Regions from separate parts of the Macaca mulatta genome. Here region 1 is linked to region 2. A link is a contact called in public Hi-C data. All regions are on one chromosome and are shown on one strand. Each heading gives the region's core, a stretch centred on a gene start, on an enhancer-like site or on the middle of the called end of the contact. The rest is flanking DNA. Distances are from core to core; before and after follow the strand shown.

Evidence for each region. A called contact is a pair of places that touch in the nucleus more often than the background predicts.
Region 1: a Hi-C map of fetal cortex germinal zone shows a contact between it and region 2, with 2.7 times the contacts expected there. The contact joins the promoter of LDLRAD3 here to the enhancer-like site in region 2. A contact is called at or near these places in 2 of 14 Hi-C or Micro-C datasets (fetal cortex germinal zone and liver).

Annotation. Positions count from the first base shown.
Region 1 is chr14:29,334,996-29,340,762 of T2T-MMU8v2.0, forward strand. LDLRAD3 (low density lipoprotein receptor class A domain containing 3) reads right to left here and starts at 1,361. Exons shown (of 6, transcript XM_015114486.3): 1 at 1,295-1,361. The coding sequence starts at 1,340.
Region 2 is chr14:29,025,690-29,031,591 of T2T-MMU8v2.0, forward strand. No RefSeq gene overlaps it. Among named protein-coding and RNA genes, the nearest start is that of COMMD9, 36 kb to the left of the region's middle. Within about 2 kb of position 2,317, at least 9 of the 40 cell types and tissues checked have an H3K27ac peak or open chromatin away from gene starts, as enhancers often do. A contact at or near this core is called in fetal cortex germinal zone, where this site is marked.

The DNA of each region.
Region 1 (5,767 bases), core at 111-2,610, 310 kb after region 2:
CCCCTCCCTGGAAGCCCAGCAAACCCACAAGCATCTAAATGGGGTATCAGAGGAGAGGAGATGATGTCATGGGTCTGAGAGCAGGAAAGGCTGCCTAGTGGGCTGTGAGGATGCCCAGGACCAGGGACATCAAGGAAGAGGGGATAGTTCCCTTTAACGCATTCATATCTCCAAGGGACAGCTCAGAATGAAGTGAGCCTCAACTTAGCAAACCCACACACCACCAAAGACACCTTGACAGCCAAGCTGCTAGAAGCACTTGGCAAAACAGGGCAGCTATTAGATATGCGGATGGCACAAACGCCAGGCAGGCAAGACTCTACTGAAGAAAGTTCACTGGGCCCTGTCACCCACATTCTGGGCATCAGATGCCCAGAAATAAACGTCAAAGGACCAAGGGCGGGTCCAGCCCAGGAGGGACAGCTGACAGCTGTGGGCGGCGGGCAGGGGCAGAGGAGGAAGGGCTCCCAGGCTGGAATTCGGATCGTGCCCACATCAGCAGAAAAGTTCCTGGGAACAGCACGCTGTCTGGAAGGGAAGCAGGCTTGCTGCGGTCCAGGCCCCGGGATGCACACGCGGTAGTGATGCCAAGTTCAAAGGGCCGCCGGATGAAGCCCCGTGTCCTCTCCCAGGGCCCCTCGCCGGTCAGGGCGCCTATCGCCGGGCAAGCAGGGTGGTCAGACGTCTTAAATAAAGCTTCGGTTCCCAGGATCAGAGGGAAAAATGAAGAATTCCCAGATCCGGCCCTGCTTCAACTCACTTTACCCAAACCAAACAGTCCCAGAGAGGAATGAAAGGAAGCAGCTTTCCTACTCCCTCCGCGGTGCAAGTGGGGAAACTGAGGCACGGAGTGCACGCCAGAGACTCGGGAAGAGGGCCCGAGGAGGCTAACGCAGCCGCGCGCGCCCGGGCGTCTGGGAAGACGAGACCAGGGAAGAGTTCTCTCCTCTCCTCTCCCCGCCTCCGTTCCTCAACACACACAACACACACACAGCCACACTCGAGCTACGCCCAATCGGGGCAGCCGCCGGGCTCCCCAGACCCGGACCGCACAGAGCCCCGCCCGCGCACACAGCACAACACGACCCGGCGCGCACGCCCACACAATAGGACGGCGCGCACCCCGCGGCGGCCCCTCCGCAGGGTCCCGGCCAGCCGGGCGCCGGGGTCCGCCCTCCGCGCACACCCACGCCCGGAGAGCGGCCCGTGCCCGGGAGGGGACGCAATGGCACCCGGCCGCCGCGCCCCGCACCCCTTGCCCCGCGGGAAGTTCGCCGGCCGCCCCCCGACTCACCCGCGGCGCTGCTCAGCAGCAGGCACAGCGGCCCCAGCAGCCACATGGCGCGGCCGCCGCTCCCGCTGCCCGGCGCCGTCGCTGCCCCCGCGGCCTCGGCGCTGACCCCGCCCCTCGCCGCGCCGGCCCCGCCCTCCCGCCTGTCTCTCCTCCCGCCAGCCCGCCCAGGGCCCGGCCCCGGCCCCGGCCCCGGCCCGGCTCCGCTAAGTTTTGCAAGCGCCTGGGCTGCGCGTGGCCGCCGGCATCCTACCCTGGGTGTCCTGACTCCGAGGAGCCGCCGAGAGGGGCGGAGGGTTCACCCTTTCGGTCTCTCGTCGCCTCCCGGGTCTGGCCGCGGGGGTCTTCTAACAGCCTGGACTCTGTTCTCTGCCTCCTTTTGTCCCTCTCATTTCTGCCTTTGCTTCCACACCCAGCGAGATGCAGCGCCCAGTCCAAAACTTGAGTTCTTTACTCAAACTACAAAGTGAGTTTACTACCGAGAGAGAAAAACTTAAAGGGCCAAATCTTATGAGAAAATTGTAGTATATTTTTAGTAGCGAGTGTGGAATACCAGTGCTTCTCAAACTTTAATATGCATCCGGCACACTTGACGATCTTGTGAAAATACTGACTCTTTGATTCAGTAGATCTGGCGTGGAGCCTGAGTTTCTGCATTTTTACCATCGTGGCTGATTCCAAGGCTGATGATCCTGGAGCCACAGGTAAGAGCAGCTGACACCTTCCATGCACACAGGGTGGACCACACGAGTTATTTTGTCTGCATAGTGTCCACCTTGACCTGTTGAACGTTTGGGACCCAATTTGGAAAAAGTAAAATTAAAAAAAAAAAAAAAGGTCATGAAAGGCTCAATGCAAAACATATAGCTGCACCAATGCAGTTGCTTCTAGAGGGCACTGGTGAAAAGTCCCAAAAGACTTAGATAGTGGAAGAAGGGGATGACACTTTTGTGCTCCACTCTGTCCGACCCCCCCACCCAAAAAAAGCAAAAGACTAATGCAAATAATTGACAAAAACTGGAAACAACTCAAGTGTCCATCAACTGATAAAATGGATCAACAAATTAAAGCTTTTGGGGGCAGTGCCACTGTTCTAATCTTGATTATAGTGGTAGTTACACAACTGTATACATTTGTCAAAACAATAGAACTGCATCCCTAAAATCCACCCCTCGAAAGGGCTAAGTTTACTTTACACAAACTGCACCTGGCTGAAGGAAAGGGGAAGGTATGGGTACAGGGGCAGTTATAAAAGGGATGCCTGCATCAGATTTTGGGATGCCCTGGAGACACTCTGAAGGGTGTTAAGATTCAATTACTTTACTTTTTAATTGCCTGCCGTAGTCTGGAAACATAAAGGCTCAAATGGATCAAGTCACAATTTTAAAATACCAACGATAGTTCGAGGTAATGAGAAAATGTGATATAAGGGAAGAAAGTTTAACAAGTTCCGTAGTTCGTAGTACATATGGAAATATAAATCAATTATCTAAATGATTTGGCATTCAGGGCTTTTATCTTGGGATTGATGAATATTAAGGACATTGTCCCATGGGCTTTAAGGAATTTTAAAGCCCTTAAAATTTTATGCAAAATTTCCTGTGCATGTGAGTATGTGCATTGTTCCAGGAAGCTTGTTGGGAAGAGGCCCCCTGCCTTTGATAACAATATCTGAGGGGGTGAATAAGCAAATAATTTCTCCTACAGCTGCTCTTTTGCCTCTAAACATTAGGGATATGGAAAGATAATGCGACTGATCCAGTGCTATAGTTCTTGTTTCCTTAGGTTTCTTTGGGCACTTCGACTTCCTTCCTTTGCAAGTTTCACTCTGACTCTCTCTCTCTCTCTCTTTCTCTCTCTCTCACATGCACACAGGCACACACACTTTTAAATATATTAATGTTTTTGAAATCATTTGGACTAATGTAAAACCTTATTTAAGGTCAACTGTTGTTTTTATTTATTTATTTATTTATGAGACAGAGTCTCACTCTGTTTCCCAGGCTGGAGTGCAGTGGCACATTTCGGCTCACTGCAACCTCTGCCTCCCGAGTTCAAGGGATTCTTCTGCCTCAGCCTCCCGAGTAGCTGGGACTACAAGTGCCTGCTGCTGTGCCCAGCTAATTTGTGTATTTTTCATAGAAACGGGGGTTTCACCATGTTGGCCAGGCTGGTCTCCATCTCCTGACCTCGTGATCTGCCCGCCTAAGCCTCCCAAAGTGCTGGGATTGCAGGTGTAAGCCACCGTGCCCGGCCCAACTGTTGTTTTTGTAATTATACTAAATCACTGCCAACCTCCTCCTCACCATATAAGCTGGGCAGGAGATGAAACCATTCTTTATACTTTATTACTCTCCTTTTTCCCAGTTCTTTAGAATTCCAAGCACAAAACATTCAGTTTCCGGTCGGGCACGGTGGCTCACACCTGTAATCCCAGCACTTTGGGAGGCCGAGGCGGGCGGATCACGAGGTCAGGAGATCGAGACCATCCTGGCTAACACGGTGAAACCCTGTCTCTACTAAAAATACAAAAAATTAGCCGGGCGTGGTGGTGCGCGCCTGTAGTCCCAGCTACTTGGAGGCTGAGCCAGGAGAATGGCGTGAACCCGGGAGGCGGAGCTTGCAGTGAGCCGAGATCGGGCCACTGCACTCCAGCCTGGGCAACAAAGCCAGACTCCGTCTCAAAAAAAAAAAAAAAAAAATTCAGTTTCCAGGAAATGTGAGAGATTTCAGTGCTAATTGTTTACGTCCTATGGATCCAATCAATCTTTTTTAAGATTGGTTTAATAAAAATCAAAAACAAAGTGGTTTATGTCTCTTATTTACCAAGAGACACTCTGACCATGCATGTGTGCTTCTGACATGGTTGCACATTGCTGAAGGAGGGAAGAAAGAATGTCTTCTCTCTGTGGGCCTCCATACAATGCTCTGTAGTTTGCAAACATTTTCTCATTTACTCCCCACAGCGGCCCCTGCAACATTACAGGTGAAAATAGCACAAACTGAACTTGTGGTATGTCTGAGATGTGCTCCTATGCTCATTTCACTTGCCACAAACTAGCTCTATGACCTTGTGCAAGTTATTAGCCTCTCTGAGTCCTAGTTTCCTTATCTGTAAAATGGGGATTACAGTATCACCTGGATCTTAGAGTTGCTGTCCAGGATTTAAAAGGATAATATATATAAAGTCTCTAGTATGGTACCTTGCACACAGTAATTGCTCAAGAAGCATTAGCTTTTGTGTAGTTCTGGTACATACTACAAGGCAACTGTTGTGGAAGCCAGCTTCTGAGATGGCTCTCAAAGCTTCTAACCTTCTAGCATCCATGCCTTTGTGCAGTGTCCTTCCACACTGAATGGGGCTGCCATATGTGACCAATGGCTATTGTGGAAGTGACAGCAGATAACTCCAAGATTGAGTCAAAAAGGACATAGCAGTTTCTCCTTTGTTCTTTTGATAACTTGGCTTGGGGGAAGCCAGCCACCATGTTGTAAGGACACTCAAGCACCCCTGTGGATATGTCTACATGAGAAGAAACTGAGCTTCCTGCTGTCTTGCCAGCCTTGGAGTGAACCATCTTGGGAGTAGATCCTCCAGCCCCAGTAAAGTCTTTGAATGACTGTACCTTGGCTAACGTGATTGACCTTGCAGTGAGCTGGAATAGAACCCCCAGACACTCCCAAATTCCTGATACACAGAAACTGGCAGAAATAATAAATGTTCATTCCTGTTCTAAGCCACTAACTTTCAGGATAATTCACATGCAGTAATAGATAACTAGTATATCTATCTTTAAGGTCATCCGTAGGGTTGACTTAATGGTTCTATAGGATCTTTTAAATAAGTTAGTACATGGGAAACACTTAGAATATTGCCTAGTACATAGTAAGCACTCAATATATGTTAGTTTTGTTATCATAGTTTTTTTTTTTTAATTGTCAGTGTCTTACCTCTCTCACAAAGCGCCTAAGACGCAGACCTTTCAAACTTTCAAAAAAATATATTTAAACTTGAATAAGAGTAGGAACTTGTGGCAACTGACAAGAAGATAAAAGGAGCAGGGACACTGGAAGGACCAAACCTTACCTATAAAAAGTTTACTGACACCAAGTCTGCCTTAGTTTGATTCACTTCATAAAAATCAGGCAGAGACAGTAGGAGACGTTCAACTCCCCCAGTCACTTCTGTGACTCATGGTTTCTATGGTTCCATATTTCTTGCTCTCTGCTCTCCCTTCCCTTCATCCGATTTTCATTCTTCTCTCCAATATGTGAAGAAAATAGAAATTCACTTGAGGATTCAGCCAAGGAAGGCTTACTCTACTCCAGATTATAGTGGGTGGTGGAAACTGCCTACTGAGAAGCTGCCTGGTATAAGAAGATCGCTAAGTCCCTCCCAGATACATCACACATACACACTCTCTGACACGTACACACTCACACACACACACACACACTCTCACACACACTCACACA
Region 2 (5,902 bases), core at 1,067-3,566:
GAGGGCTGTGTCTTGGGCCATGGTCAGTCATATTTGTCTCAGAATAAACTTCTTCAAATATTTTACAGTGTTTGACTCTTTTTGTCGACAGTACCACGTGTTGGGGTAATTTGTTATGCTGCAATAGATAACGAATACATCAACTCTCATTTAGTCATCACAACAACTTTACGAAGTAGATCCTTAAATCATCCAGCATAAAGCTAGAAGGAGGTGGTGGCAGGCTTCTAGCCCAAGGAGTCCCACCCCAGAGGTGGGACTCTCTAGATGCTCATGTGATGGTGGCTCTCGCATGAGAGATTCTCCAGGAGACGCAGCAGACCACAGTACCAGCCTTTCCTCAGTATCACCTTAAATAAAGAGTACTGTGACCCTTCTTAAAGATTTTGACTCACTTTGTCTAGAATGGGGCCTGTAGCCAATTCGAGACCTGAATATTTCTGGACTCCTAATCTTCTTAGAAATCCTCGGTATGCAACTATGGCTATCCCATCTGACTACTCAGGAGACTTAGACTATGCTGCAGTGACCAGAAATCTCAGTGGTTTAACACATAGAGGTTCCTTTCTCCTTCCTGTTTCAGTCTGACACCAGGTGGGCAATTCTCCTCCATCTTGAACTGTGCCATCTGGAACACATGGCTCCCTAAATCACTGCAACAAGGCAAGGGAAAGAAAGCAGAGACCATTCGACATGTTTATAAGGGGCCAAGACGGAAAGTAACTTATATCATGCCCAATATTCACTGGCCAAAGCCCAGTCACTTGAGCTAATACAACTGCAAGGGAAGCTGGAAAATGTGAAAAGCAAATGCATATCCGGTGAATCACATCAATGCTCTGCCACACCTATTATTTGCGGGCAATCATACGCTATGTTGCAGATTTCTGTTTACCTTGATTTCTCAATTAGACAGAAGCTCTTTGAGGTCAAGAACAACCTTCAATTTCTCCCCTATAGGGCTGATCACTTGGTCACTGCTAAATGTGCTCTTCTGGATAAACTGGTGATGCAGTCATTCTAAGGAAGTGACTATTGGCCATGTGACATAGAGCTTTACAGATTTGGGTGCAAATTCTGACTCTAGCCCTCACTTGGCAAGTTCTCTAAGCCTTGGTTGTTCTGCCTGTGAAACAGGAATGACAATGACTGTCTTACAAAGTTAGAGTGCGAACTAAGTGAAATAATTTAGACTATCAATTACCTGCCACACTTCATACAACAGAGAGGAGTCTCGAAAATAATACCTCTTATAATCTACAAAACCAGGGGCATCAAGAAGGATGAAATTCCTGGGGGCCTATGAGCCCCTTGAAATTGTATGCAAATATTTTGTATATGTATGAATCCTTTCCCTGTTTATTTATAAAAGCACACGTCATAATTCATTGTAAAATGTTTACATATTATAGATTATAATAGCTCATGCATACTGAGTGCTTACCATATTCCAGGCACTGCTTTGGGTGCTTTGTATGCATAACTCATGAAGCCCGTGAACTAGATGCTGTTATTTTCATCCTTATTTTACAGATAAGGAAACCGATTCACAGAGAGATTAAGCTGCCAAAGGCCCCCCACAGCCAGTAAGTACCTGAGTTGGTCTCAACTCAAACCCAGGCAGTCTAACTACACAGCACACATCTAATGTCAGTCGTACTCAGACCACCACCAGCAGCAGCAGCAGCAGCAGCAGCACCTGGGAGCTTGTTAGAAATGTGAATTCTTGGGTCCCTCCCCAGACCTACCGAATCAGAACTCTGGTTTTTAATGAGCCCTCGCGAAGATTCTGATACACGTTAAAGTTTACGAACCCTGTGCTCTGCTATTGTGCTACTTCTCCACCCCATCAGTTAATTCTTCTCGTACCTAGCACAGGTCTGTGGCTTACTAAGTGAACAAATTCATACTGTCACCTACACATAACTCTGATTCAAAACCTTTCTTCTTGCATCTGATGACAGAAGCATCAGAAGGAAAAAGCCTGCCCAAAATAAATTGGAAAGCGTCCTCTTTTGTCCTGTCGGGGTCACTTGCACCCCTAGCTCTCCTCAAACTGGACAAGTCAGCTATCAGAGCAGATCACTGGTCAAAACCAGACCAGAGCCCCATGCTCTCTGTGTGCCAAGGAGGAAGGCAGAGAGTGGCTGGCTGAACCCCAGGGATGGTATTTTGTTCCTTGCCAAGCACCATGCATCTCAAACAAGCGTGCAGCAAACAGATCGCAGCCCGGGACTCTCTCCGCCCTCTGCCCCAGCTGTTCCTGCCTTGACACCCAGCCTCTTCTCTGTGATCCCTCTGATACCCAGATGGCAGCAGACACAGTAGCAAAGGCAGCTCCAGGCAAGCAGCTCCCAAGCCAGCTGTGTATTTGATTAACAAGAAAGCCAGGCAGATGCAGCTTATCGGGAAGACTCACAAAGGCAGCGAGCAGACAGCCACAAAATGCCAGCCTGTTTTATCCTCTGCCCAACCAAGGGAATTTTTCATGTTGATTCTGATGTGTGTTAAATGATACCAAAATGACAACCACTATGACGAAGCCCTTGCTATGGGTCAGGCATCCTGCATTACAACAACCTTTTGGTGGAGACAGTGTTATTATTATCCCTAATTTACACATAAGGAAACTGAGGCTTAGAGTGACAAAATAAAGCATCCAAGGTCACAAAAATGATAAGTAGTGAAGTCAGTTTTCAGGCCTGGGTCTACTGGACCCCCAAGCCTATACGACCAACCACTGCACTACACAGTGCAAGCCAGCACGGTGCACTTGAACTTGGGCCTGAGCAGGCCTGATGGGGCTCTTCATGCAGCTACAATCCATACTTGCAGCCTTCTGGAAAGCATCTCACAAAGTTTATTGAGCGTAATGTTCACAGTCACTTATTGAATAGATCCTCTTTGTTTAGAATTGTGACATTTTGTTGATCATGGATTTTTTTGCATTAATTTTGATTTTTAAAAATATTGCATTAAAATATTATTTATGTTGGCTACTGAGCTTTCTGGCATCCCCTTAAATTTTATGCCTAAGACAAGTGTCTCACTCACCTCATCCTAGTCCCAACCCTGTTTAATTCTACAAGGTAGGGCACTGGTGCAGGGTGAATAAATTATCGCACATTTACAGATGGGGAAACTGAGGCTTGAGGGGGCCAGGGTGTGAGTAATTTACCCAAGGGCACACTGCAGGTGGCTTGGGATATATTTAGTCCTGGCCTTGTCTGACTCTTGTGTCTCTGTTCTCACTGCACAAAGTTGCCCCCAGAGCATTTATTTGAAGTCATTCAGGACTGCTTTGCTACAAAGTTGGCCTTCTGAGATGGCCAGAAACCCACCCTGGGACTCCTATATCACACAAGGGTGATATGATGGCAGATTCTGCAGACCCACCAGGGCACATGGCTCTGCTCACCCAGGTAAACTTGTTGGCCTGCAACACAGCAGTAAAGAGAGGGGAAGGGCCTCAGACTAAAAGGGCCCTGGAGGAGGGATCTTCTATGCCTTTCCCGAGGCTGGGGCTGCAATGAAGACGCAGAGGCAGCTCCCAACCCACCCTGTGACCCACCCACCCAGCAGCCTGCGGGAAGATGAGGACATCAGGCTCTTTGTCTCTTTTGTCTTTGGTTTCCCAGCTACTCTCTGAGAAGCCACCTCATCTATTGGATGGAAATGATGGAGGTACTCTTTCAATAGGGATGCTTTGTTTTTCTTCTGGTTTAGGCCTCAGCTGGGTGTTTAACCCAAGGAGGCAGCTAGTCTGGGGAAGAATGGGAAGAGGCTTTGCCTTTGCCACATCTCCTGCTGGGCAGTCCTGTGTCTTGGCTCTGGCTGAGAGGCTCTGGAGTCATGAATCCTGGGCTCTCTGGACAGAGGGCACTTTAGCAACATTAGGAGCCTGGAATGCAACAGAGAGATATCAGGGAGGGCAGCCAAGGGCTTCTAGCCTAGACAGCTCAGGTTTGTTTCAGAGGCTCAGAGTAGAATGTGGGAACCCAGTGGCCATCCTAGGCCAAAATATAAACCATTCTCCAGAAATGAAAGAGAAGAATTCAGCCCCAATGCAAGTCATCTTCTTGCTGTTACTGGTGTCTCTTGGCCTCAGGCCACTTTTCGGAGGGTTGGTTACCCACTCCCCAGGCGACAAAGCCTCAGCTCCCAGCACGGGCACTACAGGGCACTAGAAGTCAGAGATTTGGTGAGTTGTAGTCTCCTCCTTAGTTACAGGCCCGAGTTGTGGATGTCTTCTGTGAATGTTTATTTAGGCATCTCCCTGCCTCTGGTCCTTGAAATACAACAGAGTTCTAAGAAAGAGTTGACTCTGTCACTCCAAATGCCCAGCCCAGGATGATTGCCCTGAATTTAAATGGGAATAGTACTTTAAGAAATAATGGTAGGCATGATAGTGGGATGAGATATCATTTGGCTTGTATATAGTTATCTACTACTGCATAACAAATTATCCCCAAACTTAGTGACTTAAAACAGCATTTATTTTCTCTCAGTTAATGTAAATCAAAAACCCAGGCACAGTTTAGCTGGGTACTCTGCCTTAAGGTTTCTCACAAGACTAAAATCAATGTGTTGACTGGGGCTGTGGTCTCATCTGAAGGCTTTGCTGGGAAGGGTACACTTCCAAGCACACATTAGTAGGATTCAGTTTCCAGCTGTTGGTTGGAAGTCACCCATAGTTCTGTGACAGATTGGCCTGTCCATCAGGACAAACATATAAGAAGAAAAAGATAAGTCAGTGTTTTCTAACCTAATCATGGAAGTGACATCTCATCACTTTTGCCTTATTCTATTGGTTAGAAGCGAGTCAGTAGGTCCAGCCCATGCTCAGGGAAGGGGATTACAAAAGGGTAGGAATATCAGGAAGCAGAGATCAGTGGGGTCAGGTCAGAATCTGCCTCCCATAACTTTTTGGGCTAAACAGGCTTTTTCTGCTAGCTATACATTCGTCTTTCTGGAAACCTTCCATTACCCGCAGAGAGTTCCTTATACAAGGTGGCCATAATGACACTCGCCATAATGGATTGGACAAGACTAGAATACCTGACCAAAGGCAGCTCAAGTGGGGTGAGGGGCTCAACTCCATCAGAACCCAATTTCTTGGCAAGTTTGAACGGAAAACTCAGGGAAAGACAAAGATTATTCACTTATTCAAAAGAATTCCAGGCACTGCATATAAAATAGTGCACAAAACAGGCATGATCCCTGTCTTCACAGGGCAAATAGGCAGAGGTGTAAAGATGCAAAGTGCAAAAGCGATAGGCAAGAACTGGGAAGGCCATGAACTAGGTAGGCCATTGGAGATCATGAGAAAGCAACAGCTATGAGGGAGGTACAGAGAAGAGGGAGAAGGATGGTCAGGAATACAGGAGGAATAGAAGCAGAGGCAAAACATAGCTGAGTTGCCCCAGTGGCAAGCCCAGGTTTAAGGAGAAGTGGATGCCTGCTCACTAGCTTACCAACTCTATTAAACAGATACCACCTTTCCTGAAAATCCTGCAGATTAAGGAGGACTCCGATTGACCCAGGTTGGGTCACTCGCCCATCATTGAACCAAGGGGCGGGAGTTCCCAACCAGCCATCTCTGAGTCACCTGCTAGACTAGGGGAAGGTGGAGGAGCTGGGGTCAGCTTCATTTAAAGCACATGACAAATCGGTTTTGACTCCAGAGGTAGAGACCCTGAGCAGGTAAAACAAACGATGTCTATTGGTGCATGGAGTTTAGAAGAGGAAAACTAGGAATTGTTGGGTGCTAATGTCTCTCTGTGAGGCATCACTGGACAGATTTCAGATAGTTCTTTTTCAGTTTCTACACAACTATGGGCCATTCATTCCTCCAATGGTTCTTCTGCGTGCAACCTCCACAGGTAATCCTCTCAACAAGTTC